2 separate regions of the Gossypium arboreum genome follow, and region 1 is linked to region 2. Evidence: chromatin contacts called from public Hi-C data. All regions are on one chromosome and are shown on one strand. Each heading gives the region's core, a stretch centred on a gene start, on an enhancer-like site or on the middle of the called end of the contact. The rest is flanking DNA. Distances are from core to core; before and after follow the strand shown. Region 1 has its middle 44 kb from the start of LOC108478875. Region 2 has its middle 17 kb from the start of LOC108466044.

What was found. Hi-C and Micro-C count contacts between places; a contact is called where the count stands out from the background.
Region 1: a contact with region 2 is called in a Hi-C map of leaf, with 2.8 times the contacts expected there. The contact joins two enhancer-like sites. A contact is called at or near these places in 2 of 5 Hi-C or Micro-C datasets (both in leaf).

What each region holds. Positions count from the first base shown.
Region 1 is chr3:47,368,797-47,372,794 of ASM2569848v2, reverse strand. No RefSeq gene overlaps it. Among protein-coding and RNA genes, the nearest start is that of LOC108478875, 44 kb to the left of the region's middle. Within about 2 kb of position 1,929, at least 2 of the 2 cell types and tissues checked have an H3K27ac peak or open chromatin away from gene starts, as enhancers often do. A contact at or near this core is called in leaf, where this site is marked.
Region 2 is chr3:46,857,872-46,861,854 of ASM2569848v2, reverse strand. No RefSeq gene overlaps it. Among protein-coding and RNA genes, the nearest start is that of LOC108466044, 17 kb to the right of the region's middle. Within about 2 kb of position 1,349, at least 1 of the 2 cell types and tissues checked has an H3K27ac peak or open chromatin away from gene starts, as enhancers often do. A contact at or near this core is called in leaf, where this site is marked.

The sequences.
Region 1 (3,998 bases), core at 680-3,179, 510 kb before region 2:
AAACGCGTGTATTCATGTGCAAAGCATATGATACCGAAAATCAATATAAATAAATGAGCCACTTGTCGATCCTCAACTAGACTTGTGGAGTTTAAAAATTTCAAAGCATTTTTTAAACTTGCTTGTGGAATAAAAAAAATACACGCTCAAAATCATTTAAATCATTTTAATTAATTTAAATAATTTTAATTAGCTTTATAATTTAAATAATTTAAATAATTTAAATTAATTTTCTTGTCCTGGCATGAATTGTGATGGACTCAAACTGAAGTGCTAAAAATCCCAAGGCATGATTGCTTTATCGTCCCCAGTTCTATATATTTATTAAATAAAGCCCCAACTGCGATACATATCGTCTAGAGTTAGAAAGGAAAATTCTGATATAACTAGTATATAAAACCTGACCACTTGTTTGCCTTTGCTATCGGCTCTTTCTATATGTTAATTCAATTCATCTTTTTAGGAAAAAAAAATGACTTGTTTCTATGTAGTCATTTTCCAACATTTTTTGCATGGTTTTATGTTAATTAATAAGAAGCTGAAAGTCAAGTCTCTATGTTTGAGAGGCAAAAGTCAATTGTAATTACTCAAAATTTCCTCTGATTTTGTGGGCTTTGGAAAGCCAAACACTATGCAGAATTCCTCAATTTTTCTTGCTTTTCGGTAATGGCAATTAAGTGAGAACTAAAGTCAAGTTTGAATTTCATTTTGAAAACCTGTAGCATGAGTGCTTGGAATCAAAATTTCTCGTACTTAAGAACTTGGTAAAAAATGTCTAGTAAGTGGGTGGCAAGTGGAGTACCATGAATTTAATGGGGGGTTGAGTTCACAGAGTAAAATGTCAAACTTGGGACTCCAAATTCAGTGAAACTCCCCAAATCTAGCCCTCGGTTGGAACCCTTTTTGTCTGTTCCTTCGCCTAGGGCTTTGCTTCCCAAGCGTGTAACCTTTTTATTTATATTTTTTCTCAACAATGAGTCAAAACTCTTCCAACTCCACCTTCAAATGCCTCTTTTTACGTGCAACATTAATCCCCTTAATTACAATCATGTATGTGGAAATTAAACCCCTCTTTTGCTGAAAAACCTTACAAATCCATTTGCTTTTCTCTTTCAAGGAATCCAAATCCTCCTTTAATGCCTTTTTCTCCCCCCCCCCCCCTTTTAAGATCTCTTTTTACAAAGCCCATTTTTGCATAGAAGAAGAATCTCAAATATATATTCAAAGCCATAAACAATTAAAAAAAAAGTTACCGACTCTCTGTCCTTTGTCTTGGAAGTCATGGTCGTCGATCATTGTTGATCTCCCATAAAATTTTTCTTAAGATTATTAAAAATCCGAAAAGTAGAGTGGTAAAAACAAACAAAAAAGCAATAAAAAGTCAATGATCCATTATTTACATTAAAAAAAGCATTCCAATACATGCAAGAGGCAGCTTTCTTTATTCCTTAATGAAGAAAGGGAAAATCATGGTTTCTAAGACAACTTAATCACATGTTGATTTAAATGTTAACCTTGGGATACTGTGCAAGCATCATGAGTTTGATCTATGAAGTTTAATTCTACCGTACTAATGTTAAGAGTTCAACAAACCATCATCGCTTAAATTCTTAATACAAACAGTCCAAGGAAATTAACCTGCGTCAGGCTTCATGAGCTTGTTCTATCAAGTAAGAGACAGTTCTCTACAGTTCTAAGAATGCGCACAGTAAAGCTGAAGAATCCCTAATTGATCCATTTTGTCATTCTTTTGGAAATGGACCGATTTTTGCGTCCCAAAGGTGCAGTTGTATCCAATGATTAAGTCGATATTTTAGTTAAAGCGAAGAAGATAACAGCGTTTGTATCCATTTTATTAACGCAAATGAGCACCTGATACAAAATACTGGTATGAATCTTAACAACCAGAAACAGGGAACCGCCAAAACCATGCTTAAAACATCTCAATACAAGTGTTGTTCATCCAGAAAGATGACGATGGAGTGAAAGCGTGAGAACTCGTTGCTTGGGAACCGTGACCTGGATAGTGCCCAGGCCAGATAGGGGAAACGATGGCCTTGACAAGGCTGTGGAGGACAGCTGTGCCAACACTGATAAATATGGTTTGTTCGGCTAGGGGGTTAACACCAAGTCTGGGCCGTTGAAGGGCTTCGCTCATGAAAACAATATAATTATTGAGAGCCCGAGAAGTTAGTGGTTCAAGGGTATGAGATGGGGCCGTTCAATAACTATTACCTAAATTACTTCTTGGTCTCTCAAAGCATCTGTGGAAACAAGGGGAAGTCGAGTGAGAGATAACCTATTTATCTAGATTTTGACTGCTCGATCTTTTTTCCTGTTACAATTGTTGTGGGTTAGTTACTAGAGATTTAATAATTCCTATACTTTAAGTAAAAGAAGATAGTTGTGTGAGAGCATGTGGCCTTGGTTGAGAATTTTGAATATTTTGTGGTCTTGCTGCATAACTAAAATTTGGATGATCCCTCCATTCAAGATTGCAAGTATTTATAAGGGATCATACCTCCTCTGAGACGAACCGAGAAATCCTCCAATTGCATTAACATGCTCTCTTGAATCTTCTTGGAATGTGGGGTACATGTCAATTTGGTGACTGAAATTAGCACAAATCCACGAAGCTTTCACCTATTGTATGTTCCTTACAACAATTTTATGAAATAAGAGAGGTTAGTTCAGAAATTCCATTTTCAAGAAAAAATCTTTCTTTCCATAGGTAAGTCATTCAAAAAAACATTAGATGAGTAATTGTTCCGAAATTTCATGTTGAGGGTAACTAGCACAAAATTGTTTTAATTTCTCCCAATACTAATAAAGGGCTTCCATTTGTTTCCATTTGATGCTATAAATATCCTTAATAGAAGTAGCCCGTGAAGTAGAAAAAAACTATCTAAAAATATATCATGCCTGTTCATGTGGTTATAGATCCAAAAGGTAAATAAAATAATAAGTCCTTTGTTGTAACCACAAGCAAAAAAGTAAAGGTTCTTAGTTTGAATTGTTCTTCATATACTCTTTGAGATCTCATAGTAGAACACACAGGATGGAATTCTTTCAGGTGGATCCTTATTTTCTAGACCACAAAAAGTATAGAACAAATGAATTATTCTAAATCAGTTGTTGATTTAGATCCAGCAGGACTAACTCTCTCATGGTTCTTTCTTAATTAGCCATCTCTTCTTTTGTTTCCGATGCATTAGATGAATCACCTGAATCAAGTGTAGTATCCAGGATGGTAGATGAAGACAATTGGTTACAATGCGGTTTAACTTTTTTCTTTAGTCTTCGAGCAGTTTTCTCGATCTTAGGTTCGTACTAGAGTTCACCTGCACGGGAAGATTGAGACATAAAAAGAAATTAAATTATCAACATCAATCCATAGCAATAATGACAAAATTTTGTGGGTATTGAAACTAACAAAATAAATTCCTACACAATAATATAAATATTTGTATATAGCAATAAATAGGGTCAAATTCACAAAGACTATTGATAATTCTATTTATATAGTAAAAACAAGTAAAATAAAAATAAAGGAGATTTAAATTAAGATTAAAATTGAAATTAAAATTTTCAAAAGAAATATTGCAAATAAAAATAAAAGGAATCAATGTGATGAAAATCTAGTCAAAGGCTAAATATCAATTTTGATTCATGATTTTAATCATTAATGCAAAGATAATTTCAATATTTTTAATAAATTAGTTGTAGTTTCCAACATCGTGCCTAGAAATCAATCTCTCATTACCTTTGTGATAACTAAGAGGAAGCTCCTATAAATTATTTTGCTTATTGACAAATAACCTTATAATGAAGCATTTAAGCTTTAATTTAATAATAACATTAAAAACTAGAGTGACCTATGTCTAGCCAACCAACACTATAATAACCCCTTTCGCTGTCCCTAGTGAAAATCTCGATGTCATTAAAAAAAAGTATTCGAGGAAGATAAATAGTAAATTTTATGAAAATCAAGATTTATC
Region 2 (3,983 bases), core at 100-2,599:
AAATATAAACGACATAATACCTCAATTTCATTATAACTTACTACATAAAATAAATATTATTCTCATCCAGCGCCGACTTCTTTTGATGAACTTAAAATGGACGGTTAAGGCCGGTGCTCCTGTCATTTTAATTACAAACATTTCAATAAAAAAAGGAAATTGGGTTTTTTTAATTTAAAAATAAAATTAATTTTAACATAATTAATGCTATATACGCAAAATCAATTTGACTTGGACATGAAGTGACAAATGTCAATGCCCGAATGAAAATTTTGTTGACGAGTGGCGGAGGGTGTCACTTCGCACCCCCCACTTGGTTAATTCACCACTTTGATTTTTGCACACCAATTCTGTTTTCTTGATTTCTTATTTCAACTTTTTGACATACTTGTCGGCTGTAATTGAAACAATTTTCTTTTAATAATCTCTTCAATATTCAATTTAGTATCTATATTTTTTCTCTCAGTTTGATATCTGAATTTGACTTCAATGTTCAATTTAACATTTGATCTTATTTCCAAATCGATGCTTATATTTTTTTTTGTCTCATATAAATACTTAAATTTGACTTCAGTGTTCAATTAAATATTTGAGTTTATCTTTTTTCCTGATTAAATACTTATATTTTTAGCAGAGTACACATGTCAAATATTTATTAACCACATTAAAACAAAAAAAACTCAAATCTTAAATTAATTATCGAAGCCAAATATAGATATCAAATGATAAAATTAGTTTTCAAATTTATTTTTTATAGAAATTTCCATTTTCACGGCTTCATTTGTCTGTCCATTAATAGACTTAGAGAAAGGAGACAGAAAGCTCGATTCTATAATAAAACAATTAAAAATTGATAAATAAATAAATGTGACACCAACGTATGAATATCTTAACAGCCTTGGTAATATAGTCAGAATTAGAATGACAAAATTTATACTTCAATTTGTCTAAATTATAGTTGATGCCTTGGCTATTTTTGGTCATAACACATCTTGGCTTATTGAGGTGATAAAATTAAAGGTTTGTATTTAATATATTGTCTCTATGCACTTATACTAAATTTCATGAAGACATGTCATTAATGGTCTAAAAATAAATATAGATACTTAAAACTTGTAACAAGTGGTATTAGCTCGCTATTAGTGTATAAATTTATAAAATAATACTGTAACAAAAAGAAATTCTAAATTTTGATTGGAAATTTTGTTATTTTAAAATTTTACCCTTCAACAATTTACTTATGTTTATGGAGCTGTTAAGTTCCAAGAACGCTGCGAATATAACTCTCATAAATGCAAGTACCATAAGCATCAGAAAAAAGACTTAAGGGATGTTGGGCCTAAACATTTCTCTATATGCTTAAATTGGACTAAACAACACCTTATTTAGGGCTAAATTATTGAAAAGTAAAAAGCCCAAATCACACTAGATTTTGTGAAGGAGCCTCAAAACACTTTGAAACATAGGTTGAAGTCTAACTTCTAGTATTATGCAATTTCTAACCAAAATATCTTTCATGCTTGTTTTCTGACCTATAGAGATGATTTTAATTTTTCGAAGTTTATGGTTTCATTTTGTTTTCCTTTCTCTCTAATATTTAAATTCAGATCCTCCCTTTTTTAAATATAATATATCTTATCATTGAACGAAAACACTTGTCAATGATTTATTTAGAGACTTTCTCACATTATTTTAGTCCTAGTAATCACAGCTGGAGTAACATGTTGATCATATCCTGGGCCGGTCTTCATGAATGTACCATAAGCTTCTGAACAAATATTTCTTGTATATGCCAATTAACGTTAAGCTATGTTTGATTGCTGGATTCTGAACCAGCGGAAGATATGGGAGAGCGATATAGGAGCGGCAATTGCATCGTGAATAACGCAAACAAGATGGCAAGAGATATCAAATGTTGTTGTACTAGTTTTCAATAATATTCCAATAAAAATGTAAAACAAAATAATTTAATAAGATGATATATATATATATATATATTAAATTAAATATTTTATTTTTTGACCTATATAAAGTGATGATTATAGTTTTTATCAAACACAAATTCAAATCTTATATAAAAAAATTAAATATTTTTGTACTATTGATTCTTTTTGTTTTTGTTTTGAAGATAAATTCAACATTTTAATATTTACAAGTATCACCACCATCTATTTTATGGCTAATTAAATATCTAAAATAACCTAAATAATTCTTTTAAAAGACATTGTTGTGTTGTTGTAAAATTAGGCTATTAATTACATAAAAAAAATAGGCTATCAAATTCTAGCTAAAGAATTTTTTGCGAGGCAACTTTTATATTAGGGTATAGATAATAATTTGGGGTGAAAACAATTTTAAATTGAATAAATCGAAATGAATTTAAATGAATTAGTTTAAAATAAAATTAATTTTTTCTTTTTTATTTAATTGATGTTTATTTTTAATTTAATTGATTTATATGATCAATTTTTTTATTTTGATAATTCAAATCGAATAAATTGATTAATTTTTAATTATTAAATACAAATCTCATTTTCATACCCAAACTCATAATATAAAACATACACAATACTTAGAACTCAATTAATGAAATGCATAATAACATATTTATATATATTGTTACAATTAAATTTATTATACTTTTACCTTTTAAGAAAAATATATAATGACACATTTAACTCTTAATGATTATATTTTCTTTAGAACTTTTAAAAGAGTCAAATTATTTTTTATTGAAACACTTATTAAAATATATTTTAATGATGTTGATGTGACAATTTACATATATTCCTGTAACATGTCATTATTGGTATTGTATATCATATCAATAAATAACTTATAAAATATTAAAAAATCAAAATTCAAAATGTATTTAAAAGTTCATAAAATTAAGAAAATAGTTTGAAGTACATGTGGATTCCCATTCCTATGTAGATTATCATATTTAAAATTTTAACATTTTAGTCTATAATTAAAAGACGACAATTCAACTCTTTTTAAAATATTGAAACGTAAATTTGACTTTTTTAAAAAATTTGAAGGTAAAATTTAACTAAAAAGTAAGAATAAATTTACAAATATATATATATATATATATATATATATATATATAAACAATAAAGATTAAAATAAACAACTCAACACGTAGAACACTTTTTACTGGTAAACTGTTGAGCAATTTTGACTATCTTGTATTATTGGAAACAAAAATTGTTCTCAATATTAAATCTAAATGGTAAATTAATTAACTAATTTTATCCTTTCATGTAGAATAGAAGTCGTTGGCTTAATCTCACAATGAAATTTTGTTTAACATATTTTCTTTATTTAATCTCGAGAATAATCGTACTTAATTTCATCCGACCTGTGATTGAAACTTAGATAACTTGATAAAGGGGTATTACACTTTAATATGCCATCAGAATCTAAATATATAATTTCTGATAATTTTTTCCCTTGAATTACGTTATTTATATATTTAATTATACTATTTATACTTATATGTTATTTATTATTGATTTAGGGGATAATTAGAGAAAAGAGCTGAAATGTAACACCCCTAACCCGTATCCGTCGCTAGAATAGTGTTCCGAGGCATTACCAATCAATACACGCCGTTCACATACAAAACATATACATTTATGCATTCATATATAAAATCCATTCAAATAATTCATATTGTCCCTTATACGACTCTACGAAACCTTAAAACATACTTAGAAGTGGTTCGGGACTAAACCAATAACATTTGCAAACTTTGAGAAACATATAAAATTTTTCAACATTTAAGGGTCATACGCCCGTGTGAACAGGCCGTGTACCTCACACGACCACTAGATATGCCCGTGTCACTGGCCGTGTGAAAACAGGGCATACATACTGACTTGCACCATACGGTCGAGGACTCGCTCGTATGCCATGGCCGTGGGAAAACTGGAGGGGTTACTAACTTGGGTCACACGGCTGGCCACACGCCGGTGTAC